2 separate regions of the Hordeum vulgare genome follow, and region 1 is linked to region 2. The links are chromatin contacts, called in public Hi-C maps. All regions are on one chromosome and are shown on one strand. The core of a region is the stretch at or near the end of the contact, and the rest is flanking DNA. Distances in the headings are between cores, read along the strand shown. Region 1 holds the start of LOC123408847 (F-box protein At-B). Region 2 holds the start of LOC123407781 (probable amino-acid acetyltransferase NAGS2, chloroplastic).

Region 1 (7,495 bases), core at 1,007-3,506, 260 kb after region 2:
ACATGTAGAGCATCTTTATGATCAGTCAATTATGAAGTGACGTTTGGGTACACACTAAGCATTCTTTTGGTGTCAGGAAGTTTCAAGATCTCATGGTCTAAGGAACATATACTTGACATGAAGAAAGCTCTAGCAATTAAACTTTAGAGACACGATAATATGCTAAGCTTACAGTTGGGTCTTTTCCATCACATTATTCTCATAATAATGTGATCCCGTTATCAAATGACAACTCACATATATGGTTACGAAACCTTAACCATCTTTGATCAACGAGCTAGTCTAGTAGAGGCTCACTAAGGACACTGTGTTGTTTATGTATCCACACATGTATTTAAGTTTCCGGATAATGAAATTCTAGCATGAACGATAAACACTTATCATGAACAAGGAAATATGATAATAAGGCTGGCCATAGTGGTGGTATCTAATAGCAAACACGCTGATGTGACAGAGAATTAAAGAAGAGAGAGAGTTAGAGTAACATAGGTAGATACTGTATCATGTTAAATGCTATGCTACTTTGAGTCATGCATGGTAATAAATAACACCATATATGATCCTACTCTATGATAGTATGCACAATGAAGGTAATATCATGCACTAGTATCATATGCATAATGCTAGTATATGATACTCCCCATTATGAATAGCTTAACTAATTTATTATTGTCTATAGGGCATATTTCCAACACTATAGTTAACTTTAAACATGTTCTGTTATATTCTACCATCGTCAACTTAAGAAAACTTAAAAAAATCAACTTAATATTAAAGGGTTCTACGGATAAAAAAGGAGACAGAGGGTTTCTAGTGATTTGAAATGAAACCTCTTAATAAAGATTTCCCAAATGGTCCTAACCATGCATCTATTGCGGGCCTGTTAATTTTTCAATAAACACTATACCACCCCCATACTACCACCCCTCCCAAGAACACAAACCAATCTAAACGACCGATGGATTTGGTCTAACGAAAAACAAACAGGAAGATAGAGGATGTAAAGAAGCCTAATAAAAAACGATAGCGGGAAGAGGGGTGCTTTTTGAAATGCTAAGGTTACACTTCAAACCAGGAACCCATAAAAAGATAGAAGAGGGGGGCAAAAGCTCACTTCATTGCCATTGTGGGGCATCTCTTCACTCCGCGAGAGCAAATAAGTCCTCAGTCGATTTTGTCCTACACGGGACAACACTAATGGAAGACAAAAGAAGAATGGGAAGAGGAGGAACGGAGAAAGGCGGGCGTAAAATAAAAATGATAAGAGAGATAGGAAACGAAGCACCCGTTTCTCTTCCGTTTCTACAAATGACACGCCAAAAAAATGAAAACGACTAGCAAACAACAAAGCGAAGGCCGAACAACAAATATGCCTAAAAAAAGCATGCTTGATTTGAATGGACTGACAACCGGACACGAACGGAAACCCGACCACGCGCGACAAAAAATCGAAGCAGAGTCAAGTTTATGTAAAGATCTACAACAATCAATCGGATGGACCATAGCTTAGATCGATGAGACATTGTCCGTTTTATTTTGCATGGACACACGCATGCACACACACATTTATTGGCATGCTAACAAAAACATGTGGATGTCCATAACATCATGCATTTTGCAACTCATTGAGCAGCCACCACACATGGAATGTTTTGAAAACTCAGATACTAGCGCTAACCTTTAGAGCAACTTCAATAGGACCACTCATTTCGTCTGCAGCCGTCCGTTTGGGTCCACGCCGACAAAAGTGAACATCCAACACGTGGATTCATTGTCAAAATGCGTCCGCTTCGCGTTCGTGACAATCCATTTCCGGTTTAAATTTGGAAGTGAAATGTGTCGGCGCGGACGCGAAGCGGATGCACGCGCGTCCTTTTGGTGTACGCATGTGGTTGTGTCTGCTTATTTAATTCGCTGACCGATCCCCACCCGTCTTTCTTCTATTATTTTAATATCACAGTATTGTTATTCACTTATTTTTCGTTGGATGCATGTATCGATCCATTTAAAAAAAAATACGACTAGATCGGCTAACAATCCAAACAAAAAAAAAAACAAAAACACTATCCGTTTGAGTTGAGCAGGTCCGGTTTATTGGTTTATTTCCTCATCTAGAACAGTACCGATTAATAAAAGTTTTAAACGAAGGACGGTGGCGTGTTCTCACTCCGGGCCCAGATGTCATACCCACGCGGAGGGCCCGCGAGACGTGGTGGTATATCCGGGGACGGTCTCCGCGCATCTGACTCTAGGTCTGAAAGCAACAGGGAAGGAGCTATGGAGAAGAAGCCTCGCGGCGCCGGCGACGGCCAGGGCGGTGGCGAGGCCTCCGGCAGCGTCGGAGGAGGCCTGGTCGACATCCTCCCCGAAGCGCTCCTGGTGGAGGTCGTTGGCCGGGTGGGGCTAGAGGCTGCCTGCTCCGCCGCAGCATCCTGCCGCGCCCTCCGAGGCGCCGCCGGTGCCGCCTTATCCTCCGTAGAATCCCTAGACCTCTCGGTGAGCTTCCTCCCTCTCTCACGCTCCCCGCCTCTCGCCAGATATGGTCTCCCTTCAACCTGGGGTTTGGTCGATGTTGCAGGCGTTTACGCCGACGAATACTATCGCGAATAGGATTCTTGCCGGTAATGGCAAGCTCCGCAACCTCACCGTCAATTGCAGCCTACTCAATGACTCTGCAGTCGCTGCTATTGCGAAGGAGAGCCTCCGCGAGCTCTCGCTGCTCAAGTGCTCCTCGTTCTCCCCGTACCTCTTTGTGGTGATTGGTGAGAGGTGCACCAATTTGAGGTATGGTTCTTCAGCAATTGCTTGTTTGCTTACATTACAGTTGGACTTGTGGTGGTAATAGCTGATACAGGGCTAAAGCCTAAAAGTCATGTTTGAGTCGAACACGAAGTAGGCAGGGCCTCAATTATATGGACAATGCTGTGTCTAACCGAGAGAGAGGTGGACTCAGCACGCAGAGAGCGGTCTGACTTGCCATTTCAGGGGGTCTGACCAGAGTCTCTCGTGCGTGTCGAGTTTGTCAGGATATCAAATAGTACCAGGGAAGAGTGCCCACTGAACAGAAGAGATCCCAGGGGATGTAGGTTTTGGTTGAACCTCGTCAACAATCGCCGGGTTCAACATGTCGTATATTGGGTTCAACATATTGGATGTCGGATATCGGGTTATATATCAGACGATATGTAGATATATCAGAGAAAATATATCTGGATTGTTTTCATTATTCTTGTTCAAAAACATCTTTTTAGTGAAAACAAAATTTACATTATTCTTGTTTTCATTATTCTTGTCGTCTAGCATAATAAATTTAGATTCCTAGTTTATTAACTTGTTAATTAAAAAACTATTTAAGACAGATTCACAAAGTTTTCACTCTAAGATTAAAGACAATACGTTATGTATGTGTTTCTACAAAACATTATACATGACTTTCATAATACAATGAAGTTATCAGTATATAATATTTTTCCACTGCTTTTCGCTAAACAATTGTATTCATCGACATACCAGTCTATATCAGTGGACATATCGCTCATATTGGTCAATATTTCAGTCCAAATCGGATGATATGTGCGAAAATGATATTTACAAAATGAAATATTATGTTTATATTGGTAGAGTCCCAAAACTGATATCTCAGCCTACATATATCTATGCTTCTTGACCTGGTACTGTGACTAGTGGAGCCAAGCGGCCATGGTATTAGTTGTGGAAGTTATTATTGGCACTAAGCCATGGAAGCTAATTTCATAACAGTATATTTCTTGAGAAATTGGATTAGGCGCTGTGAACTGTTGCCTAATATTATTGCATTGTAAGGTTTATTGTTGCCCAGGTGGGATGGGCATTAGGGAAATTTGATTTGTACCTGGCATAGTGATTGGTTAAGTTTCCGTTCTCTAAAAAATGTTTTGTTTTCATCTTGGACCAAATCCTGAGAAGTCTGAGCATATTGTATTTATTCAGATCAATTACACTGGAGATGGCAAACTTGAGCGGCAGTGAACATTTTGTGATCTGCCGTAAGTCCATAGCACACATGTTCAAAGGATGTGATTATTTGGAGGTGAGGTGTCTTTGTCACATATGAACATGATACCCTTCTGAACTTAGAAAGATGGAAATTGCATCTTTGAATAGTTTTTAGATTAGCATCTTTTGAGTACAGTTTAAGTAAAAAAAGAAAAGCAGTCTTTGAGTACTAAAGCATATATATATATATATATATATATATATATATATATATATATATATATATATATATATAAGGTTAAGTAATATTAGCCGTGAATTTTGAGTAATTACTGTTGGAATAAGTTAATTTGGTTGCTGTGTGTATATACCTAATCTGTCTTTCCAAATTTATGCATGCAGAATCTTTCCCTGAAATTCCCTCTGCTAGCTCCAGGCTCTGTTGATTTCGATTCTTTGGTGCCTGTTATGCCTAGTACCATCAAGGTACTATTGCTAATGCCTATAGCCAATTGGCAGGCAAAGAAACTCTTTCCTATAAGCTCATCTCTGAAGACACCCTTCAGTGACAGTCTAGAATCACTGTCTTTAGTTCTGGACATAATAACGGATGAACTTGTTACCTTCATCACTGGAAGTCTCTCAAACTTACTTGAGCTCTGCCTAGAAGACAACCCTGGAAGTGAAGCAGATCTGGACAATGATCTGACCAATATTGGGCTGCAAGCACTTGGTTTATGCCAGAACTTGACACATTTATCTCTTACACGCGGTAAGCAGGGTTGCTCCTCCACCTTCAGAAGGGTAAACGACTTTGGGCTGCTGATGCTTGCGGAAGGATGCAAGCAACTCCAAACCATTAGGCTTGGTGGGTTCTCTAAAGTGAGAGATGCTGGATATGCAGCCCTTCTCCACTCTTGCAAGGACCTGAGGAAATTTGAGGTCAGTACCGCCTCATGTTTGTCAGATTTGACGTGCCTTGATCTTGATGAGGCAGCAACAAAGATCACAGAAGTGAGGTTGCTATCTTGCGGTCTCTTGACCAGCGAAACAGCAATATCTCTGTCATCCTGCACCAACTTGGAGGTTCTTGATCTGTCAGGTTGCAGGAGCATTGCAGACTCTGGCCTGTCCTCCATCTCGCAGCTTTCCAAGCTAACTCTACTGGACCTTGCGGGAGCTGATATTACCGATGCAGGTCTGTCAGCACTCGGTAACGGGAGCTGCCCAATATCTTCCTTATGCTTGAGGAGTTGCAGAAGGATCACCAACAACGGCATAGCCTCATTGCTGTTGGGGAGTGGCACCATCAACAAAACTCTGGCCGCGTTTGATGTTGGGAACGTGCCAAGGATATCGGGCAGAGCTGTCACGTTGATTGCCAAGAACTGCGAGCGGATAAGCAGCCTGTGTCTCCGAAACTGCGTGCTCATCACCGATCCATGCCTCGAGACTCTAGGTTTGGACCGGCATGGCTCTGGCAAAAGCACCCTTAGAATGCTGGATCTCTCCTACTGCACCAGGCTGTCACGCAACTTCCTGAGGCTGTTTGATCCCCTGGTCGACCTGCCGCTGTTCCGAGGCCTGCGGTGGCTCGGCGTCGGGAAGAACGTGCTGGAACGTCGTGGGGGCAGTCCGACTGTAGCGGAGATCCTGGAGCGGAAGCCAGGGCTGACGATATGTGGCAGTAACTGTGAGATGGGTTGCAGGAACCAGTGCCATCCTGACGTTCGCACCCTGTAATATGCATTCTTCGTGACATTGCGGTTGGTGTTGTAATGCTCTGTTCCATTATGTAACAACACAATTCTTTGGTTGGTGTTGTAATGCTCTGTTCCATTATGTAACAACACAATTCTTTGGACCGTTTGTTTTCCTCATGTTGTAATTCTTGACTTTGGTTTTCTCATGTTGTATTGTAATGAACGGGTGGATTTGTACTAGGAGTTTAGATATGCAGCTTTCAAATTCTATTTTATACTTCCTTTGCCCCAAATCTATTGTGGCATAAATGGGTAGAAATGGATGTACGCGTAACTAAAATACATCATTTATTTCTGTGACAAATAATTTCAGACGGAGGGAGTATTAGCTAAATACCCATGCGTTGCAACGAGGATAACTTTATTCTAGCAAGTTGTGTTGGAAAATTTTGATTGGATTGAGATTGAAATATGATGTGTGAAGGGAAATTTTGATGGGAATCGATTTGGGTCAACATTATCATGCGAGCATCCGTTGTCACTTCTGCTCGACATTTGCTTGACACGTGATCAGGGACTAAACTCGCCACTTTTGCTTCACATTTGCTTAACACGTGGTCAGGGATTAAACAGTTTATATCCCTTCCTTATCTCTCCAGCGAAGCATATGATCCACACGTTTTCTTCTTTTCCAGGCTCATGCATTTGTTTCAGAAACATAACATTTGTTTGCAATAGCGAACGATGGCGGTACTGCTATGACATGCATTGGCAATGGCGGACGATGTTTTTGGAGCATCATCTCCATTGTAAAAAAATACACAACATGATCTATGTTGCAAAAGTTTTCTGTAACTTGACTTTGTTGCAAAAGTTTCTTTCGTAACAGTACCTATGTTGTAAAAAGACAGATTTTTCCCACTTTTGATTGACACGTGATCAGGGACTAAACAGTTTATATCCCTTCCTTATCTCTCCAACGAAGCATATGAGCCACACGTTTTCTTCTTTTCCAGGCTCATGCATTTGTTTCAGAAACATAACATTCGTTTGCAATAGCGAACGATGGCGGTCCTGCTATGACATGCATTGGCAATGGCGGACATGTTTTTGGAGCATCATCTTCATTGTAAAGAAATTCACAACATCACTTATGTTGCAAGAATTTCTTCCGCAATAGTACCTATGTTGTCAGAAGACAAATAATTTTTTCTGCAACCTAATCTATGTTGCAAAAGTTTTTTATAACATGACTTTGTTGCAAAAGTTTCTTTCGTAACAGTACCTATGTTGTAAAAAGACAGATTTTTTTTATAACCTGACCTATGTTGTAAAAATTCTCTGCAACATGACCTTTATTGCAAAGATTTTTACGAGATGATCTATAATACAAATGTTTCTGCAACATTACCTCTTTCACAAAAATGAAGAACATGGCTCAGCCCCTCAATGACACAGGATGTGATGGCTCGCGGCCCGGCTGATCTTTTTTAGATCAGCCGATGGACGCATAACAGCCATCTATCTTAATTGGATTTAGGTTGAGATATGTGGGATTATAAAGGTACGAAAAGATATGATATGATTTGAGATTATACATCTAACTGTGCAAATTACTTTTCCTGCGCTTATGAAGGATTTTTTGACACGAATCCCTTGTGTCTCCCACCAAGATGCATTGGAATTAAATGCTTGTTTCAAGCAGTTGTGTGCGCTGTGTATACATCGGCATGCTGCACCAAGTACTTTTCACAATAGACAAAATAATAATGACACAGCTTGAGGATTTCAAGATTTTGCTGAGCATAACCAATTTG
Region 2 (7,542 bases), core at 1,409-3,908:
CATAATATTAATACCTCCCAATGGGTTCAGTTAGTTATTTTATGTCTGATCTTATGTACCGTCCGATGTGTGACTTGGCGGTTCTGTTAGTTATTAAGTTATGTCTGATCTGATGTATAGTCGATGTGTGCATTGGCATATTGTCCCTTTCAACTGCATCTATCATTGGACAGTCATACTTATCTGAGAATAAGTTGACAGCCCCTCGTGTACCACTAGGGGTGCTTAACGCCACTTCGCTAACTGGCCTCTACACTTTGCAGTGGCCACTTTGCCAAAAACAAGTTAAGAATACACCTCCAACTTTCAGGGTTAATCTTTCAAGCGTCAGATGGGTCCCCTATATCTGCCTTTCACTACTCTTAGTAATGCTTTTTGCATCTAGAAATAGATGAAACGGATGATATGGTACCGAAAACCAGTATAGTATGCCAAGCTAACCTTAGCACCTAGGAAGTTCCCGCTTGCAACATTGTCAGAGATTTCGTGCCAGCGACCATTAACACCATGTCGACGAAGATCTAACATTGGGGGACCAGGAGATAGCTTTGCTTCTATGGTAAGGCGTATTCTGCCAGCTGCCTCCATCGCAGCATCTAATGAATCAGAATCTGTAATACGGTAACGACCACCATAATTGGCCTTCTTTCCTGAGAAATTCATAAAGTGAGCTCCTTCACCACCATGCACACACGTAGTACAATCACCAATACTAGTTAAAGAAAAGATATATGCAAAGACAGATCATCAACCACGGTATCAATACAAAGTGCAGCACTGGTTACGTCACAAGCTTTTGCTTGCAGTACTTCACCAATCATGAACACTATTAAGAACCAATAAATGACTTCAATACTTAATCTCCATTTCCAAAAGTGTGTGCTGAAGCGAAAAATGGAAAAAACCATAAATGAGATGAGACAAACTATGACCGGAACGCACCTCGATACTTGTGCTATTAAATTGACTGGATACATATTTCTGGATATGCTATATATATGCAAAACAAAAATTAGGGTGTTCGTCTCTACGTAATCTTTATCCAGAGCTCACCCAGCCCTGCTTATCCCAAAAAACACTCCCTACTTTCCTTATATGCCACCCAATATCAAATACAGCATATAGAGAAGAAAAACAAATAGGGTAAAATATATCAATGAACTTGTGAGTTTTGTGGGGTGGAAGTAGTTTATTCTGAACAATCCTTTTTGTTTTGTTCCAACTGTAAGCAAACACAGTCAATTCCAATTGAGTGGGCGCTCATTATACAAAAAACAAGTATCTACTCAAAGCATTTTACAGTATATAAAAGGGTAAAAAGTGCAAATCTTCAGCTAACCTCTATCAGCCAAGAGCTTATCGATCTGAACATGTGTTCCAGGAACAAGAACAAATTTGATCCCAAGGCCATGTAGAAGCGATATATCCTACATGTTGAAGTAATATTAATTTCATGGAACTACACATAAGTTGTCGAAAGTATATAAAAAATACCCCCTCTTTCCCAAAATAAGTGTCTCCAGCTTAGTACAATTTTGTACTATAGCTAGTACAAAGTTGAGACACTTATTTTGGTACGGAGGGAGTACATTTTAACAAAAAACAAAAATCAGCAAAACTACACTCTTTGCATTAACACAGAACTATGCCTTTAGTGAACTGTCATTTCAGCCAATGAACACTGACTAAGCCATATAGGAGTGTATATGGAACAAATGGTAAACTCTAGCCATCATGGTAACGTCATGAAAGCTAACACCTCAGAAAATCTTTATTATTTATAAATCTTGTTTTAGAAAGAGGAGCAGGTCAACCCATCCAAACCCAGGCTCAGCTACCCGGGTGCAAGATTTTTCTCTTGGTAATTTAAATGTACAGTATAGTGTGTGACACTTAATCATTAGATGGAACATGTGTGGTTTTACACCGGGGTACCAGGTCATTTTCTCTCTGGGTCCGCCCCTTCCAAGATATTGTAAGCAACAATATCCAACAGAACTGTTTCGATGACAAGGACTGTCAGGCACAGTGAAACTAACACGAAATACACGTGCAGCTGTTGATTTATTCTATTATCTAATCCAACATATCAGTGAACGATGCAGGGCTGGTTTGAACTTGGATCAAACTAGCTTAACCACCACTCATATTGTAAAGAGCCGTGTTTCTCTCTTGACTTTGCTCTCAACTTGGCAGCACAATTATAACAAAGCAACTGTGCCGTCCAGCTCGAACAATGACATAGCACGAAATCTTGTCAGCTAGCCTCTTGATAATAAGGCTTCCCAACTCGCGTGTTGAGAATTCGGAACAAATCGGGCGAGAAGCCGTCTCTTGTTAAACGATCCCGTCAAAACGGCATCAGAGGCAAAACCGAAAACCAAGCAATCGAAACAGCGAACAGGCATGCGGAATCGCTGTCACCGGTCAGCCCACACCACCGAAATGCGAATCATCCATTTCCGCGAAAGCAGACGGGGGACCATCCGGGGGGAGAGAGAGAGAGAGAGCGACGGGTACCTGCAGAATGCCGTCGAGATGGGGCCCGGCGACGACCTCCCCGGAGATGACGACGACGAAGGTGCTCCCCCGGTGGCCCCGGATGTACGGCCAGGCCTCCCGGAACCACCCGACGAACCTGCCCCCTTCGTCCGCCTCCGCCGCCTCCCCGCCCCCCAAGGCCCCGTCGCCGCCGAACAGCCCCGCCCCTCCGCCGCAGCGCGCGCCCGTGGCACGCCGTTGCCGCGGCTCGGTGGCGCGCGTCGGCATCGGGACCCTCCTGGGCCGCGTCGATCCCGCCGGCGCCTGGGAGCGCGCGGCGGCGCGTGTGAGGGAAGCTGCCGCCGCCATCGGAGGTTGGCAGGCGAGATTCAGCGGGGGGTGGTACATGATGGGCTAGCTTGGCGTGGCGTGGCGTGGCGTGGCGCTCAGGCCGTACGCGGCGAGACGAAATGTAGAGGGAGAGAGAGAGGCAGGGAGAGTTGGAAGCGGCGATCGGCGAGCGATGTGGCGCGCGGAGACGGGGTTTGGGTCTGGGTTTGGGTTTTGGTTCGAAGAAGAAGTGGGATATATACGCAAGGGCGAGGGCGAGGGCGAGGTCGTGTTGACTGGCGTTTTTGTTTCTTGCGGTGGTGACTGTGATCCGACGGTCCGCGCCGGCGGCCTTGGCGTTCGCGTCTGGTGGAGGTGGGTGTGGGTCTTGGAGGGGCGGCGTCAGCCAGTGCCCATGCGCGCGGTAGGTGAGGTGAGGTGAGGTGAGGTGGGAGACGCGCGGCTTCTGCGCACGTGCAAGGGTCAGGCCGAAGGAGCACACTATTAGGAGTACTTATTATCCTCCGGACACGAATACGATTTTGTCGACACTTGCGCTCGGTCGGGTCATGTCACCGTGACAAATTGTCTTTCTTTTACATTTGCGTGCACGGTTTTTTACCCCCGGCCCTCGTGGCTGAAGTCACGATGTATTTTTACTCTTTTCTTAGTTGTGAATCAATGTTAAAAGAGCCAATAAAAGCAACTTCAATAGGATGACCAAAGGAACCGTGATTTCATCCGTTTTTTTCGTTTGGATCGGCCGTCCGTCCGGCGTCCATCCTGTTTTAGATATGGGTCGACAGCGCGCCCAACGCGTCGACCCATATATGTCCAGCTGGTCACCTTGTTTTGCATGAATTATCATAGTTTGAATCAAATAGCATAATTTGGACCGAATAAAATAGCATAGCTATTACAAGCCGAATAAAAATAAAAATGTCTCACATGGTTTTGCAAAGGAAATTATGAAAAAAGAACTCGTCGGCGGAGTTCATTTTGTACCTTGGCAAACTGTCGAACGGCTTGCGGGAGTCGACGAAGGAGATGGCCGGCGAAGGGAGTCGCGGCGCGCACGGACCAGCTAGCTGCCCTGCCGGAATTCGACGAGTGGGTCGGCGTCCGACGAGCGTGCCAGTGAGGATCTGGCCGGGCGGCGAGACGGCTTCTTGGTCGGGGGCGGGCTGTGTGGTGGTGGGGGGGGAAGCAGTCGGCTCCCCGGCAGCGGGCGATGTGGGAGTGGGCGGCGTTGCTGGGCGGATGTGGAGGCGCCGGCAGCTGGCATAGTCGCTGGCAAAAATAGGCGGCGACGACGACGAAGGAGGCGGGCGAGGGTTGGATGGGGGGAGGCCAATGTGCCACCGACCAGCGGACCCCGGGGAGGAGAAGGCAAGCATGCGCGCGCCCGTCGCATGTCTGCGCCGACCCAAATCCGGGTCAAAAACGAACCAAGAATGGGTCGCCCGCGGACGAAAACCGGACGCGCGTCCGTTTGGATCGGCGTGTTGGGTCGTCTTTTGTGTCCGCGCCGACCCAAACGGACGGGGCCGGACGAAGTAGATCGCCCCATTGAAGTTGCTCTAACCATCTGATAAAAGCAAGATGCCATCACACATTTCATGATCATAAATTGGGTCATATAGTCACATGCATGTATAAGTAATGAAACTGATGATGTCAACAGAAATTTTTCGTCTATTCAATTATTAAAATGTTTTGTCTTTTAAATAAAAAATTCAATTGAATTTTTTATCTTTTAAATAAAAAATTTGATTGAAAACCTGTTTTAACCATTAAATTCGTTGGGACGAGTTTTTCAAAACTATATCTCATATCAATATGTTTCGACTACTTCTTTTGTTTAAAATTTATCATATATATTGCACATAAATTGTCATCATGACTATAATGAAGTTGACATGATATATTTCGACTATTACTTTTTCTTTTATGTTTAAAGTAAATTTTGACATGTTATAAAAAAGGAATTAAAAACTAAACTTCTCAGGATGAATTACTAAAATTTGTCATGATCCATCAAATAATTTTGATATGGTTCATAAGTGAAAAAGAAATATGTCATCAATTACTTTGAAAATGAATGTTAAATGGCTCAAATTTGTCATGAACTATAAACTAAAATTTACACGGTGAATTACTTAAATTTACAATGATACATGCAATAAAATTTGCCATGGTTCATGCAAAAAATATTTCCCATGTTTGAAATAATAGAATTGCCTTGATCAAAATACTAAAATTGCCATGATTATAAACTCAATTTTTCATGATGAATTACTAAAAATTGTAATGATCCATGAACTAAATTTTCTGTGGTTGATTGCTAAAATTTACTATGGTCAATTAATATAAATTATCGTGAAAAGTAGTTGAAATATAATGACAGTTTTAAATCTAAAAGAAAAAATCGAATGAAACATGTCGTGGCAACTTTATTGTAAACACTACGACAACTTCTATATAAACATCGTGGCATCTTTTGGCTCACGAAGAGATGGTCGAAAGACATCACTATGGGATCTATTTTTAAAGATCTCGTCAAGATAGAATTAATGATGAAAATGAATTTTCAATTAAATGATGTGTGAACTATGTTACCTCGTATCACATGTGTGAGCGTTATCATTTAGGTTGTTAAAAGAATCGACGTAGTTCTTGGAGGTAGAATATAATTGTCTATCATTGGGGTTCTCACTACAGGGGTAAAGACACAGTAGACGGGGCCATCCGCCATGTTGATGTGTCTACTGTCGGGATTCTCAGTGATACTCTACCATCGGGGGTCCTTTCTTGGTGGTAAGGTTTTAACCCCCAAAACCCTTAGTGGTAGGGTTAGAGCATCTTCAGTCGTTCCGCCCCCAGGGACTTGAATTAGCGTCGCCTAGGGGCGCACTCACGAAAAAGTCGGTGGTGCGGGGGGTTCGAGTTACCAGCCGCCCCCAAGTCGCCCCAGCCGCCGATTTCGCCCCACTTTTGGCGCAAATTGGGCCATTTTTTGTGCAAATTGACTCACTTTCAGCGCAAAATTGGACCAATTTTGATCCATATTCGACGTGCGTCGGCATAAATTCAACATATGCTTATTTTTTATCACATAGTTCATCACATAAATCAATATAAATCAAAATAGTTGAACAAATCAATACAAATCAAAATAGTTCAACGGATAAAAACTTATAATTCATCACACATCGAGTTAGGCGTTGCCTTTGAGCCTTCATAGGTGCTCCACCAAATCATGCTGCAATAGGTGCTCCACTAGGGAAATGTTTCCCTCCGAACCGCCGGCCGAAGCGACGCGCCGACCGACTCGTGATCGCTAAGAGCATCTCTAGTCACACCCCCAACAGCCCCCAAGGCCCTTTTTTGTCACCGGCACGAAAAAAAGGCCCAGTCGCGCCCCGAGAAGCCTGTTTTTCGCCGGTTAGGGCCGATTTTGTCGCCGACGAACCGAGGCCGAACCCGACACGCTGGGGGAGGGGCGTCGGGGAAATGTTTTCGGTGCAAACTCTTTGCGGACCCGCCGAGTCAGCGACTAGGCGCGGTCGTCGTTCTTATCGCCTCGTTTTCCCCGGGGAATCAATGCGGAGGCTGCCGCCGGTCAGCCTTCCATTGATTCCTCACGGGTGGCGCAGTGAAGGCACGCCGACGTAAATCCCGCACCCTCCCGCCACACGTACACATGTGTGCCGCCCGCTTGCCGCACACCCGCGACTATATAAGTCGTCCCTCCCTTGCTGGTGGCCTCACACCTCTCACCACAACCCTTCTCCCTCTCTCATCACTGACGCCCCTCTCCCCTTTCGCTGCCGACGCCCCATCTCTCCACCACCATGGTCGAGCGCTACCTCAGCGACGGAGCGGCGGCAAGCGACTTCGGTTGCCGCCACCTGCATGAGTCTGAGGCCCGCCTCTTCTACAAGGCGGACTACCTGGCGCCACCGTACATGCGGGTGTCGGGCTCATGGAAGCTGAGCGCCGACGGAGTCCTGGTGCCACCGTGACCCTCTGGAGCTGGCCGGCGCATGGAGATCGCATGCATCCGATCGTCGTTGCCGGAGAGCTTGTGGAACCAGCCGAGGTACACCCCCGATAGCAATACGTTGTGGACGGCGTACTTCGAACGCCGCCATGTCGAACAGCTCACCGCCACCAATGGCGTTGAACCCCGCGACCGCTTCAACTCCAAGGGGCGACGCCTATGGTGGGGCGTCAACGACCGCACTCTGGACACTGTCCTTGAGCACATCGAGGACGACAACTTGTCGCGGTTGAAGTACCCGACGCCCCCTCCTTCTCCCGCCGTCGCAGTAGTTCATGGACGATGAGGCGCATGGAGACGGCGTCCTCCTAGTCCGGCTCCCGTTCCTCTGGGTCGTCGGCGCTCCTCCCCGTCAAGCTGGAGCCGCAGGAGACGCAGCTCGGGCGGCACACACTGTAATGCCCCAAGTGTGTAACTTGCCATATTTGGAACCTTCTCTATGTGGGTCCACCTTGTCATTGCAATGAGAGCCTATGCATGTGTTATTTCACGTGTCACCTTGTTTTGTTCTTCCTTTGCATGCATGCATTCCATCCATTCCATGCTTTGTTTTGTTGTCCTTGTGATGGACGTTGTGGTGTGATGTCATGTGATGATATGTGGTATATGTGAAGGTGTGGAGTAGTGTCGTTGAAAGTAGGAAGCATGTGGTTTGCACTAGGGTTAAA

The links. A called contact is a pair of places that touch in the nucleus more often than the background predicts.
Region 1: a contact with region 2 is called in a Hi-C map of leaf, with 8 times the contacts expected there. The contact joins the promoter of LOC123408847 here to the promoter of LOC123407781 in region 2. A contact is called at or near these places in 4 of 6 Hi-C or Micro-C datasets (leaf and seedling) and 1 of 1 datasets of contacts at active chromatin or transcription factors (embryo).

Annotation. Positions count from the first base shown.
Region 1 is chr7H:163,562,049-163,569,543 of MorexV3_pseudomolecules_assembly, forward strand. It overlaps LOC123408847 (F-box protein At-B), which reads left to right and starts at 2,257. Exons shown (of 4, transcript XM_045101887.1): 1 at 2,257-2,496; 2 at 2,579-2,784; 3 at 3,970-4,069; 4 at 4,378-5,953. The coding sequence starts at 2,278. The coding sequence ends at 5,718. LOC123409568 (COP9 signalosome complex subunit 6) reads right to left here. Exons shown (of 9, transcript XM_045102432.1): 9 at 7,462-7,495.
Region 2 is chr7H:163,305,122-163,312,663 of MorexV3_pseudomolecules_assembly, forward strand. It overlaps LOC123407781 (probable amino-acid acetyltransferase NAGS2, chloroplastic), which reads right to left and starts at 2,659. Exons shown (of 10, transcript XM_045100998.1): 1 at 2,521-2,659; 2 at 1,340-1,427; 3 at 442-650. The coding sequence starts at 588.